Linked DNA regions of Ovis aries: region 2 is linked to region 1. A link is a contact called in public Hi-C data. All regions are on one chromosome and are shown on one strand. The core of a region is the stretch at or near the end of the contact, and the rest is flanking DNA. Distances in the headings are between cores, read along the strand shown. Region 1 has its middle 100 kb from the start of TRNAE-UUC. Region 2 overlaps TBL1XR1 (TBL1X/Y related 1).

Region 1 (3,127 bases), core at 299-2,798:
TTGCAGCTTTAGCCCCGGGGAGAAACTGACTTTTTCACTTCCAGTTTCAAAATTCTCCAAGGGGGCTTTTGATTGGACTAAAAGTGTCAGCTCTTCACTTTTGGACCACGTGCAAGGTGGCAGAGGAGAGGATTTGGGAAAAGGCCATGAACTCGCTTAGGTCAGAGGCACATTCCCCAGGGCACCCCAACCTTGGTAGTAAAGTGCCTCTTCCCAGGGTCCCCGTGGAGGGAGGGGGGCACTGAGGGTCAGTGGGCTCTAGAGAGCCCGGAGGGTAGGGGGAACAGCGGGCCCCACAGTCCAGCGAACCACCCTGGGACTCTGGCCCGACAGATGACACTGCTAGTGAAGGCAAAGGACTGGAATATTCGAAGGCTGGAGTCTCTTATGAAATCCGGCTTTCATTTAATCCTCCCAGCAGTGACTGCGGGGATTACTGCTTCCCGCTTTCCACGGATAAAGGATACAGAGAGGTTAAGCACTCTGTCTACACGCACACAGCTAATAAGGGGTAGAACAGGACTGGGAACCAGGGGGCCCGCCTGGGGCTTCCATGAACAAACCTGATGGGGCAGGGAACGCGGGGAGAGGCAGGCTGGAGCTCTGAGGAGGAGCAGTCTGGCCCTGGGGCGTTGGGTTGAAGTTCTGCGGACGTGGACTTCTGGGAGGGTTTCAGCAGGTCGAGGAGAGGGACTGAGGGAGCTGCGCCAGCAGGCAGCGGTCTAGGTGCCTAGTCCCATAGATGCCCCCAGCGAAGCTGGGTGCGCGGGAGGGCGGAGGGCCAGCAGGAGCTGCTAGGCCCGAAAGGGAGGCAGAGGCCTGGTGGGGAAGGCCACGCCCCAGCCTGGAGTGCTTATCCCCAGATCCCGGCCTCCAAATGCAATTCCATTTAAGGGCAGCCTGGCCCGGTTCACACCTAGCCTTGAAGATGACTGGGCGCCCTGTGGTCGGTTTGCTGGGTGAGAACAGGAACCTACAATCCGGCACCTGCACTCCCAGCGCCATAAAGGAAGCCAGTCACATCCCATAAAATGTCACCACCGCTGAGGTGCAATTTCCAAGGGGATCTCTAGCAGAGGGCAATACTCTGCGGCCGGCGACCGTCACATCTGCGAATTCACCGCAGCTGGGGCGGCAGGCTCTGGTGCAGGGCAGGGGAAGGGCAGGGGCCCCCTTTCTAGCCCTCTGCTCCCCGTTTTGTAAGGCGGCTCGGCCACGTGGTGAAAGCTGCCGGAGGAGAGGGGGAGGGTGGTGGTTGTCAAGGGGGGTGGCCTGAGCGATTTCTGCCGGAGGGGTGTTTGACCAAACGCAAAGAGCTCGGGAGCGGGAGCCCGGAGCCGTGCCCGGGCTGGGCCGCGGACACCGACGCCGCCTTGGCGGAGCCTGAGCGCTGAGCCGCTGCCGCCCCTCCCCCCGGCCTGGTCCGCGAGCTCATTTTCGCTTGGCCGGTCCCCGCGCTGCCGGATGGATCGCGCCCCACCCCCGCTCCTCTGCTCAGTCATTCAGACTTGGAAAGTCAATAACACGCTGACATCATCAGGGGTTTGTGTATTATTACACGGCTACTTTCCAGAGTACCTGGCATTATCTAAGAGAGGAGCACTCCGGCTGCCCCAGGGAGGGCCTGAGACGCGGGCCTGGGGAGGGGCGACTACCCACGCCAGGCCTTTTCCTCCTTGGGAGCATCTTCAGGGCACCGATTAGAAACAGATTATGAGCTTTTGCTGCGCTAAATGCAGAGGCACTTTAGTTATCGATACAGGCTTCATGTTGGCTGGGGGTGTACTTAATCATTCCTAAGTGACCTCTATTTCTACCAAAGACATCCACTTGGTCTTTAGGAAGCATTTTTAGTGATCCTCACAAAGGAAAAAAAGGCATCTTTTATGACAGGAAGCCAAAGGCTGATTCTTTTGAGACTCTGGGGGTTTGTGTGCGCGAATCTCTATTATGTAATCGCCATCACGGGTGATTAGGTCTTCTCTTTCCCTCCAGGGTTGGCTCGGGTGGTTTGGTTGCTGTGTTTTTCTTAAGCCTCATGCAGAGCAAACACATACATAAAAAACATGTCCCAGATTTACGGTGCAAAACTACTTTCCAAGCAAACTGCCTTAGAAGAGTGTCTCATTTTGAAGGAGGGAAATGATGAATTTGTTGTTAATGAAGACTCCTTATCTTACTACTCTGGCATTTCCTTTTCCTAGAATGAGCTTTTAAGAATCATTTAATGTAGTTTAGATATTCTCTCCCCTCCCTCCTGTTGTAGCGGTCCTTATAATGGCTTAAATAACGAATTGTATAATTACTGCACTTTGTTCTGTGGATACACACACAAACACCACCCAGTTAAAATATGTAAAACTTACACAACATGGTACCTTTTCTGTTTCCTCAAACAGGCTCTTCTCTTCCACACACAGGGCTAATCCTATTTAAATTTTCTTAAATTTTAAATTGCAAAAAATGGCAACCAGCGGGGAACTGGCTATCTGGAGACTTAGAAGGGGAGTGCAGTTCTTCCCAGCCGGATCACATCCCTCTGTACCCTTGGCTGGGACTGATCACTTACTGATATGAAGTACATTGGAGCTGCCTGGGGACTGCGGAGGAAGCAAAGCAGCCACGTTTCTCAGCAGTGTAGCGCTTTGCCTCTGTGCACTTGATCATTTCAGGAGAACTTGTAGTGGATCATGACCACTTCCCTCTAGACAGTTTGAGGGAAAAATTTCCCTACAACGTGTGCACTTCTAAAATCGCCTCCACAGGCTTGCCCTACAGCTCTCCCGCCCCCACCTACAATTTTGCGCTGGAAATTTCCGAAGTCCAGCTCTCCACAATGGTTCAGTAGGTGTTAGGTTGCGATGGGTGGGATTCTCCCCCTCCCAGTGCACTGTGTACTTAGGGGGTTTCCCTCAGCTCCTTAGGAGTGTGCAGACTGGAGAGTCTGACCCTTTGGTTGTCAAGATGAAGAGGCTCTCACATCTTGAAGCACTTCTGTTTTCTCGCCTGCCTGCCCTTCGGCCTTTGCCTAAGCCCCTTCTAGGCATGACTGACCCAAATAGAGGTCCTCTCTAGACAGGGAAGTCAACCATCTTGTTCTGGATGTTGAGCTTTGATATTAATAGTG
Region 2 (3,285 bases), core at 616-3,115, 260 kb before region 1:
AAACCACTTGTTACAAATATTTGCCTGAGATGATTCTAACATATTTGAAAGAGTCAGAGAGTTAAACCATGCAGTAACACATAGCTTTAAAATGGCAGTCCAGACATTAAGGAAACATACAAAGTTCAACAGTTTGGACTGGTACAAATTTCAAATGCATAAAAGGTTATTTTGAAGATATTAAAATAATTTGAGGCCTATTTACTTTATGAATGTACTCACCTGACTCTTGCAAGTATCTATATACCAAGAAGTTGACCTCATCACTGCTTATACTCATCTTTATTCCCACTTAAACCATGAGGTCACAACACAGGATATAACCCTAAAAATAAAACAAAGTTAATTAAGTATTTTCTCAATAAAATATTTTTAAACAAAATGTAAACAATGTTGTAAAAACCATTTGATTTTATTAAATAATGTAAAATGAAGATTTGATATTGCCTAATAATAAATCCTAACAAATAAAGATACTTCCAATAGTTAGTAGTAGATTATACAACCAAAACACAGCTGGGTCTCTTTTTCTGCAACATATTGGTAAAAAGGATTAAAAATTTACAAAAGGGCCTCCAGTATCATATTTTAATAATTATATTAAATAGCATAAAAAGTTGTTCCTCTTTTCTCCTTAAATGTAAAAAAGAGTTTAAGGATCAGAAAATTATTTATATAGGAAAAGACTGACTTCAGACTACAGGAACAGGGACCAGCCATCCATGCTGGTTTTGTTTACAAAATTTACTAGGATTTGAAGTCTCTATTTTCTCAACATCTAATCTGCAATGTTCAAGTTTCAAAAAGCTCTAGGTATGCATAAGGCAGAGAGGTTGGAGTACAGTTCTGAAAACTCAAATGATATTCTCAGAAGGAGGGAAAGAAGGAAACTGACATATAGCTTAAATATATCCTGATTATACATAACTGTTCTCATGTCACAGAAAGGATTTAAAGAAAACTCTCCTGCTCGGTGCCCAACAGTCAATGCGTTAGGCTTTGCCAGTCATATAGTCACAACTACTCATCCACAGTTGCAGTGCAAGAGCGGTGACGGCACACAAATGACTGATGGTGGCCAGGTTCCAATAAGACAACTTATCAACACTGACATTTGAACTGCATATGATACTCTTGTGCCATAAAATATTTTTCTTTTGATTTCTTCTTCAGCACTCAAAAAATTAAAACCTTGTCTTAGTTTGTGGTCCTTATAAAAAGTCAATGGGCTGGACATGGCCCACAGACCAGCTTCTCCATTCCTTGTTTAAAAAAGGATACGCTGACATCTATTCAGTATAAAAAAGAAAGAAAGTGAAGTCACTCAGTTGTGTCCGACTCCTTGGGACCCCATGGACTGTAGCCTACCAGGCTCCTCCCTCAGTCCATGGAATTTTCCAGGCAAGAATACTGGAGTGGGGTGCCATTTCCTTCTCCAGGGGATCTTCCCAACCCAGGGATTGGACCCGGGTCTCTGGCATTGCAGGCAGACGCTTTGTCTGAGCCACCAGGGAAGCCCATTCTGTATAAAGGGGTATCTATCCCCGGGCCTGTGCTGAGTGTCCTGCCACATCATGGATCTCTTATAATGCAGGGCAACAATATATTTAAACCTCTCAAGATTAACAAGGACTGAGCAGGCTTCTATACAATAGGAACTGCTACTGCTGTAGATCTGGAAAGCCTGGTGACTGAACACTCACCAAGCTTATCTCAGAAACAAAGGAAGACAAACAAGGGGGTGGTAACAATTCCCCCAGTGAACACACACACAGGAAGCCCTAACCAAATTCAGTGGTCTGGGAATACATCTCAGAGGAAGTGTCTTCAGTGTTCAGACCTCAAGGACAGACAGGAGAGTGAGAACACGAATATCTGGGGAGGAAGGAAAAGAGCTGAAGCAATTCAGTGAGCAGTTAACAGTCACTGGAAGGTCTGCGTGAAGAAAAAGAAACAGAATGATGTGAGGCTTGAGAGGAGCCTTGAAGGAATCACAAGAAAACAGGGAAGAAAAGGCAGGAAACGCAGGGAAGTGGTATGATTTACATTTTAAAAGACCATCCTGAATTCTAATATGAAAACTAGAAGGAAACTGGGCTGAGAAGAGGGGCCAAGTTAGGAAGGTGCTGCAGTCACCTAAGAGAAGAAGCCTGAAACTGGACTGAGGCCCTGGAGCTGAGAAGCGTCCCTAGGACACCAGGATTCCAGAGACACTCAGGAAGTAGCAGACTCAGGGTGGGTGACTTGACACAGAGCTCAGGAAAGGAGAAGAATCAAAGGTGTCTTTTAGGACATTTACTGAAAGGAGAAGCCATGGGAGAAAAGTAAATACCATCCTCGTGTGAAGAAGAAGGCACCTCCTCCCATTTAATTTCAAATAGTGCAGTTGAATGTGATATCTGTACACGCCACACTGAACAGAATGATACAGGTGAACTCCTCTGATGACTGGCTCAGGACACCTCATCCAGAGGCCCCCTGTGGCACACAGGAGGACCTGAGCTCCGGAGGAGACCCTGCTCAACTCTACCCTGACCCACAGGAGTGGCAACAATGTGCTTGGCACACACAGTAGGTATAACACAAGAGTCAATTCTGAAAGCCTGGTGATTGAATGATTTAAAAAATAAAACCACCACACCCATTATATGATTACATATAACACCCATTATATGGCAGGCATTAAGTCACAACTTGGCCAACCATGGATATCTGTCAGGGAAACACTGAGTCACTACTGATGAAGAGGATCTCCCAAAATGAGTTCAGCCAGGTGGAATCCTAGTGAAACAACTAATGAAGAAAATAAGAGTATTCTTTTCCTCTAAAATATCATTCAGTCTAATATTCAAACAATGAATAATGGAACTGAAGTACCTAAGATGTACACATTTCTTAAAATGCCTGACTCTGATACACAAAGGTCACCAAAATGTCTCAGACTGAAGCAATTACCAGTAGTGCTTCTGTATCATTTAATGTATCTTGGGGCAAAGAAAAACACAAGTCAAAATGATAGAAATTATTGTCTGTAAAAACTCTCATAATAAATACACGTTAGTGGCATACTTTTTGTAAAGTCAACAAGAAATACCAAAAATGAAGAGCAAGAGAGCTCTTGTCTGTTCAAATTGCTGTGAATAGGTTTATTATACTGATCATAGTACTATACTAGTTTCTGTAACCAAAAGTAAATTTTTTAAGAGAAAGGGGTAAACTTTTCAAATTTTAAAAGGGTTCCTCTAGCTTTAGTTCTACTTCAGCTAGCTCATACTTTCAGAGAGA

Evidence for each region. Hi-C and Micro-C count contacts between places; a contact is called where the count stands out from the background.
Region 2: a contact with region 1 is called in a Hi-C map of liver, with 3 times the contacts expected there. The contact joins two enhancer-like sites. A contact is called at or near these places in 6 of 16 Hi-C or Micro-C datasets (blood, hypothalamus, liver and 3 more).

What each region holds. Positions count from the first base shown.
Region 1 is chr1:210,468,547-210,471,673 of ARS-UI_Ramb_v3.0, reverse strand. No RefSeq gene overlaps it. Among named protein-coding and RNA genes, the nearest start is that of TRNAE-UUC, 100 kb to the left of the region's middle. Within about 2 kb of position 1,548, at least 51 of the 54 cell types and tissues checked have an H3K27ac peak or open chromatin away from gene starts, as enhancers often do. A contact at or near this core is called in hypothalamus and liver, where this site is marked.
Region 2 is chr1:210,729,656-210,732,940 of ARS-UI_Ramb_v3.0, reverse strand. All of the region lies in intron 2 of TBL1XR1 (TBL1X/Y related 1), which reads right to left. Among named protein-coding and RNA genes, the nearest start is that of TBL1XR1, 140 kb to the right of the region's middle. Within about 2 kb of position 1,865, at least 17 of the 54 cell types and tissues checked have an H3K27ac peak or open chromatin away from gene starts, as enhancers often do. A contact at or near this core is called in hypothalamus and liver, where this site is marked.